2 separate regions of the Arabidopsis thaliana genome follow, and region 1 is linked to region 2. The links are chromatin contacts, called in public capture Hi-C maps. All regions are on one chromosome and are shown on one strand. The core of a region is the stretch at or near the end of the contact, and the rest is flanking DNA. Distances in the headings are between cores, read along the strand shown. Region 1 holds the start of AT3G29260 (NAD(P)-binding Rossmann-fold superfamily protein). Region 2 holds the start of AT3G29060 (EXS (ERD1/XPR1/SYG1) family protein).

The links. Capture Hi-C pulls out chosen DNA fragments and counts their contacts.
Region 1: a contact with region 2 is called in a capture Hi-C map of seedling, with 2.3 times the contacts expected there. A contact is called at or near these places in 3 of 26 Hi-C or Micro-C datasets (callus and root) and 1 of 3 other capture datasets (seedling).

What each region holds. Positions count from the first base shown.
Region 1 is chr3:11,214,767-11,218,676 of TAIR10.1, reverse strand. It overlaps AT3G29260 (NAD(P)-binding Rossmann-fold superfamily protein), which reads left to right and starts at 1,811. Exons shown (of 2, transcript NM_113850.1): 1 at 1,811-1,856; 2 at 1,960-2,725. The coding sequence starts at 1,843. The coding sequence ends at 2,725.
Region 2 is chr3:11,045,719-11,049,971 of TAIR10.1, reverse strand. It overlaps AT3G29060 (EXS (ERD1/XPR1/SYG1) family protein), which reads left to right and starts at 1,295. Exons shown (of 13, transcript NM_113828.3): 1 at 1,295-2,200; 2 at 2,275-2,533; 3 at 2,602-2,650; 4 at 2,733-2,804; 5 at 2,879-3,008; 6 at 3,087-3,207; 7 at 3,354-3,612; 8 at 3,703-3,807; 9 at 3,882-3,926; 10 at 4,011-4,163. The coding sequence starts at 1,507.

The DNA of each region.
Region 1 (3,910 bases), core at 562-3,061, 170 kb before region 2:
ATTGTAGGCTGCTTACAATAACGTAGTTCATTATAGTATCAATAATATTTACTTGTATATAAATATACAGCAGATTAGATAGCAATATCGTAACTATATGTCTATATAACAGGTGAGTATTAAACGTGACAAGTGTTGTTAAACTTGTTTTCGACATGAAAGTAAAGTAAATTTTAGAAACTTGTGATTTCTTTATAATAGAGTAACCAAACATAGCTAGTAAAATGATCGATACCCTAAAATGTATATAATATTGAAAACCATTGAAACGAATTAATGGGCGAGGTACACTCCATACATGAGAGATAAACAAGGCCGTGAAAAGAACTAATTACTATAGCTTAAGAAACCCAAAGTTAGTGTTTCTTATTGTTTGAACAATTGTAGAGGAAGGCTTGCAAGCATTGCAAAATGATAAAGATGAAATAGTTTTTAAATCAAATGGCAAGCAAAGAGAACTTAACACCATCAAAAGCCGATGGAGATCTCGCTAAGGAAGAACTAGGTCATTGCCACTCCTATATCCCGGCACTAGCGGACAGAATCTGTTAACTATATATAGCATCGTTAGTTATAAGCCATGCGAAACTTTTACTTAACCTTATATTTAAAGGTTTTCAATCAAAATAATCTTGAAAAATACTTGGGTTTATCCCTATGGGTAAACTCTTATATTCACTTCTTTTATTTTAAGCAATTAAAATCTGACACCTAATAATAATAAAAAGAATTTAATTTAATTATAAAACCTAATAATTTGCCATTAAAACGAAAATATGTATCGGTTTGTGTTTATTAGAAAAGGTTAGGGTTAAAATTTTATGATTAAACGAGGTTAAATATCGGTTTGGGTTTAGAAAGTACGATTAGGGTTTAGATTTTATAATTAAACGAATTAAATATTGGTTTAGGTTTATAAACAGATTTAGATTTGACAATTAAACGAGGTTAAATGTCGGTTTGGATTTAGAAAATACGATTAGAGTTTAGTTTTTTTTACGATTAAATGAGTTTAGATGGTGGTTTGGGTTTACAAAAGAGAATTAGGGTTTAGATTTTATAATTAAACGAGATTATATATCGGTTTGGATTTATAATTATAGCTTTAATTTATTATGTAATTTAAATAGGATTTAACATGACATGTTTTTATTGGTTAATGCAAAAGGAGGTGAATAAAAGGATTCACCCCTAGGAGTGAACCCAAGTTTCGTTCAATAACCTTTAAAATCGTCATTTTCTACAATTTTACCTTTCATATCTAAAAGTAAAAATTAATTTTATGAAGTAAAAAAATAATAATACGTAATCTAATTGTTTAAATATTTTTATAAGTTTTTAACGATTATATACGTTATACTTTCAAAATTCTAAAGGTAGATTTAAACTCTTCATTGTTTATTGTGAAAGTTTTGTTTTGATATACCAAAAGTTTCAAACGATCATGAGTACTATTTATCAAACTTTTGCAAACTTACTGTGATGATAACATGTTATATTGCATATTATTTTGATTTTGTCTCATTGATTTGTATTTTTTAGCAGAAATTGACAAGTTGGCTTTTTTTTGGCAGAAAACCCTATACTTAATGATCATATTATTATTTTCATGCTTTTGTGCTCTTGTCGACAACAGTATGGTTAGCTGGAGTTTGATTCGACAATGATGTAGTTTGATGGATTGTTAAATCATTAAGATTTGAAAGCATGCATGAGAAAACGATGAAATAATTAAAATGTTAAATCTTGGTTATCTTCGACATTGTATATCCTTTGAAATCCCTCAATAAAGATACATTCAATTTTTAGTGGTGTTTTCATAAGTGAAAATACAACAAAACAATGTCGGGACAAAGGCAAGTGTTTCATCTCTTACAACTTCATTATGCATTCATAATTATTCGTTCATTCATACATACGTTGATTAATATACTTACTTGTCTATTATATATACAGAAGATTGGATGGCAAGATCGTAATTATAACAGGCGGGGCTAGTGGGATCGGAGCTGAAGCAGCGAGGTTGTTCACGGACCATGGAGCTAAAGTTGTCATCGTTGACTTACAAGAGGAGCTTGGTCAAAACGTCGCCGTTTCGATCGGGCTAGACAAAGCAAGTTTTTACCGTTGCGATATAACGGATGAGACGGAAGTTGAGAACGCCGTTAAGTTCACCGTTGAAAAACACGGAAAGCTTGACGTTCTGTTTAGTAACGCCGGGGTCATGGAACCGCATGGAAGCATTCTTGATTTGGATCTTGAGGCGTTTGATCGAACGATGGCCGTCAACGTTCGCGGTGCGGCTGCGTTTATAAAACATGCAGCGCGTTCGATGGTGGCTAGTGGAACTCGTGGCTCCATTGTTTGTACAACGAGTGTGACGGCTGAGATTGGTGGTCCGGGACCTCACAGTTACACAGCGTCGAAACACGCGCTTCTCGGGTTGGTTCGATCAGCGTGTGGCGGGTTGGGGAAGTACGGGATTAGAGTCAACGGTGTTGCACCGTATGGAGTAGCAACGGGGTTAACTAGCTACAACGAGGAAACTGTGAAGATGGTTGAGGATTACTGTTCAGCCACGGCGATTCTCAAAGGTGTTGTACTTAAAGCTCGACATGTGGCAGATGCAGCTTTGTTTTTGGCTTCTGATGATTCGGTTTATATTAGTGGTCAAAACTTGGGGGTTGACGGCGGTTATAGCGTCGTTAAGCTGACATCGAATTAATAAGTTGTTCGATACTTGTGGTTTGTATGTTAGGCTCTTGAGTTAATATGGCCTCTTCTTGGGCCTTTTACATTGAGTTTGAGTTGTGGTTGTACTTTGGTTTGTGTTCTTCTCATTATAATATCTAAACCATGGAATTTCCATGAAGTGTTTTAAATCGTTTTAACCATGGAATGAAGTATTTGGTTGGTGCACAAAAAGAAAAAAAAAATGTTTTCAAATTTCATTGACATCAACAAAAAAATTTCTAAGACTACATGCACAGCTATGTTTCTAATTCTTAATTAAGAATCCAATTTAAGTTGCACACAACCTCAACTTTTTTTTTTTTTTTGATAAATTCTATAGACTGATCTGTTTAACCTCAGTAAAAACGCACCAAAGTGTTTTAGAGTGGACTTCTCTCCGAAGGAACCACATTGTTTGTCTCGAGTTTGAAATGCTTTCCGACTAATACCGAGTGATAGTCAGGCCGATTGCATTTCTGACTACTATGTAAACCAATTGGGCTACGCCCAACAGACAGACTTCCCAAACAAATTATCATACAACACGGTTTTAATTGACTTCTTCGAAAATTTATATGATGAAATGATATCAAAGTATGTACTTCGTTCAAACATGCCAAAACGGATTTTTTGGCCAAATAAATGGCATTGTGAATATCACTGTACATTACCCTTCCCTAGTGGTTCTTACCCAACTCTTGCAGAAATGATTGTAGGCATGTCATCTCTCTTTTTCCCCTCATTGTTAGCAACATACTGAGTTTCACAGCTTCATATAGTTACGATATTCAACAACCTTGAAACCTAACAAATTGTGTTATCAACAAAAGTGTAAATACTAAATATACACGATTTTGTTCGTCATGCTATCAACATTATTTCCATTGTCAGCATCTGTCAATCGAAGAAGCTTTGGTACTTCTTACACGGCTCATGACTCAACTGAGAACTCGCAATGATTGGCGAGTACAAAATCTCAGCAAAATTTCTCAAGGGTTAATTGGCAAGCACTTTCAAAGCGTACGATAAAAAAAATTAAAGTCTTTATTTGTTCAATAACACTTTTTGGCTTTTATTAATTTAAAAGTCATTATAGTCCCTTTTTTTTAGATACTTTGGTTTCAGTTTTTTCTTAAAGACATGTAAACCTAACTTCAAAAATAAAAGGAATATACAT
Region 2 (4,253 bases), core at 46-2,545:
AGAAGAAAATCCTCGTCCACGGATTTTGAGTATATTTGAGACAAGTAATGCAACGATTTAAATTAGGTTTTGTGCCAAAAAAAACTTTGAAAGTAGACTATTTTTATAATTTTATCCGTCAAAAAAATGCAAAATTATTATACGAATTCCAAAATAATATGCAATATAATCCATTTTTACAATTTTATATATATTATAAATATTTTCACGATCACATATATTTGTTTTTGAAAATTTTAAAGATATTTTTGAACTCCTCATCTCGAGGGCTTCGATTTGATTTATCAAAATTTTAAAATTTGACAATAACAAAAAAAAGGCTATATTGAGTATTATTTTCGACTTCATATGATTATGTAACATTTTTTGGAGGTAAATGATAAAATTACAAAAATGGATGAGTTTGAGTTTTTTTGCACAAAATCCATTTAAATTTATGACTATTTTAGGTCCAACCATCCATCCGTATCCTAAAATGAAAATAATGAACGATTCAATAATTGAATAACAATCTATTAAATGACGAACACATGTATCATCTATAGTCTGTAACAATTGTATAACTATTCGAATTCAAACACACATAATATATGTTTTTCAAAAGAATTAGACCGCCATAGTTTTGTTTTGTTTTTTAAAGCAGATATAGAAATATTTGGCGTTTGGAAATGCATATAAATACTATTTTCATATTTGTCCTTAGCATGCGTGCACAGCTATTTTCATCAACGCTTTAATATATAACGCGTTATCGGGACTTTAATGTGTTGTTCATGTCAATTTAAATTTCATAACTATATTATGAAAGACATGAAAATAAAGTAGTTCCCATATTCTTTTAATAGTATGAATTTTGAAAATGTATAGTTGCATACGTTTATGGCACCAGATCATGAATTTTTTAACACTAGACTTATGGATATATGGATTTACAAGTTTATATTGCAATCCATTATGATTCGTATTTCCCTAAATCCACTTAATGTAGATGGATACAAAAAGACAAAGATCCGAATTTAGTATTTTTTTCCGTTTATATATATGTTACAAGATTTGTTTTGTTTTGTTTTTCCTATTATTTGCATGAGATTTTTTATATGAAAGGAAAATGCATTCGTATTCAACCGCATTTTATTACATATATAAACAATATTTCTGTGCTGGATCATTTGAGTTAATCTAATAAAGATGTCGACAAAAATAAAAAATGAAAATGCACAAAATAGCTCTATTTTTCTTTTATTTCTCGTTATAATTTTCTTTCTACCAAATAAATAAATCTTGATACACACACATACATATATAGTCTTTGATTACCAGAAAAAGAAACTTGATCCAGCTCTTACGAACCAAAATAAAAAACAATAATCCAAAACCAAAATTCAAAAGACTAGAGATTACAAAGGAGAAACATAGGATTTTCTTTGTTCTTGTGTTCTTGCTAGATTTTCCCGGGAAACTCCAATCTTTCCGGGGAAAAAAAGAATTCAGATCCGTAGAGAAAATATGAAGTTTGGAAGAGAATTTGAAACGCAGATGATCCAAGAATGGAAAGAAGCCTACATGGATTATCGTTCTCTTAAATCAATAGTCAAACAGATCCTTCGTTATCGCCTACAAAAACAACAACGTCCTCCTCCTCCTCCTCCTCCTCCTTCAACCGGAGACACCGTACCTCTTAAAACAGACGGTGGAGAAGGCGGAGGAGGCGGAGGCGGAGGCGGACCAGGATTATCGAGAAGAATCTCTCTTTACCGCGCATTTAGCGGTTTAACAAACCGAGCTTCTCGTTCTCCTAAGAAATCACATAAACATCATAATCCTTTAAGCAGCAAACGCCATCATCATCATCATAATCATCATCATTATCATCTCTTTGACGACGACGAGGAACAAATCATTTTGATTAATGAAGACGAGACAGCGAGTTATACGACGACGTTTCTTAACTCAGCTGAGGAAGGAGGGGAGATGGAGGTTCAGTTTTTCAGGCGACTCGACGGTGAATTCAACAAGGTTTTGAGATTTTATAAGCAAAAAGTTGAAAATGTTATGGAGGAAGCTGATGAGCTTAGTAGACAATTAAATGTTTTGATTGCTCTTAGAGTTAAAGTTGAGAATCCTCACGTTCATCTTCCTCCTGACCTTAATAGCGTCGCGAGTGCTCCTTCTTCTCCTCATTCAACAATGAGGACTCCAGGTTTAGCTCCATTTTACTTAATCCTAAACGTTAAGCTTCTTACAAAGGTTGATGTGAATGTTTTTATAATGTAGCCCCTTCACCAATGGATGTGATTAGAGAAATGGAAAAGACCGAAGATAAGAAAGTATTTAAACCTGCTCCAGTAGAAATGTTGGATCATGTAAAGCTCAAAATCGATCCCGAAACTCCGTTGTTAACTCTCAAAATGATGATTCTTGGTCTCCCAAGTGAGCAAACCTTCAGCAAACCCGAGCTTAGGAGAGCCGAAGAGCTTATGAACCGCGCTTTTGTTGAGTTTTATCAAAAACTTAGGTTCTTAAAGAGTTATTGGTAAGAATGTTTTTATAAAGATCCTCTGGTTTCTCGAAAACTCTGTTTCTCATCATCTCTCTTTGCAGCTTCTTGAATCAATTGGCGTTTGCAAAGATACTAAAGAAGTATGACAAGGTTTGTAATCTCTTAACTAATTAAGTACAAGGTTTATGTATATGTTCTTGCGATGATATATATCTATGTATTGCTTGCGCAGACTACTTCGAGGAATGCATCAAAGCCTTATCTAAATACAGTAGATCACTCGTATTTGGGTAGCTGTGATGAGGTTAATAGTACCATCTATTTTCACATCATCTTTTCTTTGATGTTACAAGCTAAACTTATCATTTACATTTTCAGGTCTCAAGGCTCATGTCGAGAGTGGAAGCGACGTTTATTAAGCATTTCGCTAATGGAAATCACCGAGAAGGAATGAAATGTTTAAGGCCTAAAACTAAGAGGGAGAAACACAGAATCACTTACTTTCTTGGTACCCAATTAATCTATTTAAGCTCTGTTATGAGTACTCTTTCTCATAGACTAAAACTTCATCTTCATATATATATAGGCTTCTTTTCCGGTTGCGCTGTCGCTCTCGCCATTGCGATAACGGTTCTTGTACATATTAGAGGCTTAACAAAAAGTGAGGGCAGGCATCAGTACATGGAGAACATTTTTCCTCTTTACAGGTCCGTTGTAAAGTTACATTCATCCCCGCTGAACCGAGGATAAAAAAAATCCTACATCGGTTAAATCACTCATTGACACTTAGTTTTGAGATGGAACCACAAGAAACTTACTGAATCCTACGATTTTCTAACACTTTTTTCTGCAGCTTGTTCGGGTTTGTTGCGGTTCATTTGTTTATGTATGCGGCAGACATATATTTTTGGAGTCGATACCGAGTAAATTACCCGTTTATCTTCGGGTTTGAGCAAGGAAATGATCTTGGTTATAGAGAAGTTCTTCTGGTAGGCTCTGGTCTAGCAGTTTTAACATTTGGAGGAGTCATCTCAAATCTCGACATGGAAATGGATCCAAGAACCAAAAGTTTCAGTGTCATCACCGAGCTCGTTCCTTTAGCTCTTCTAGTCGTACGTTCTTGAAATTAGACATTGATATTAATCTTTAACAATACATCAACATTGTTAGTTTTTTGAGACATCTTTTACTTATGATTGCAGTGCTTGATGATGGTACTGTTCTGTCCATTCAATATAATATATCGCTCGAGCCGATATTTCTTCGTTGGAAGCGTCTTTCGCTGTCTTTTAAGTCCTCTCTACAAGGTAACGTTCAAACCAAGTAATAAAACCTGAAAACGATGTTACATATAGTTCATGAGTATGTTTTTCTTTCCCAGGTTATTCTCCCGGACTTCTTCCTCGCAGATCAATTGACAAGTCAGGTACAACAAGCTGCTTGGTTTAGCATCTCGTTAATCTATCGGTTTTCTTCTTGACAAATCATTAATTAGGTTTTGGTTCCACAGGTCCAAACATTCAGAAGCTTATTGTTTTATGTTTGCTACTATGGTTGGGGAGGAGATTTTAAGAGACGAACACACACATGTTATGATAGTGAGATTTACAAAGAACTCTACCTTGTTGTTGCCATCATTCCTTACTGGTTCCGCTTCGCTCAGGTACTTAGAAAAAATTATCCTAGTTTACGTCGTAAACCGTATCATTTACTGTTTCATAACATTTTCAAAATGTTCAAAACTTTGTTTGTT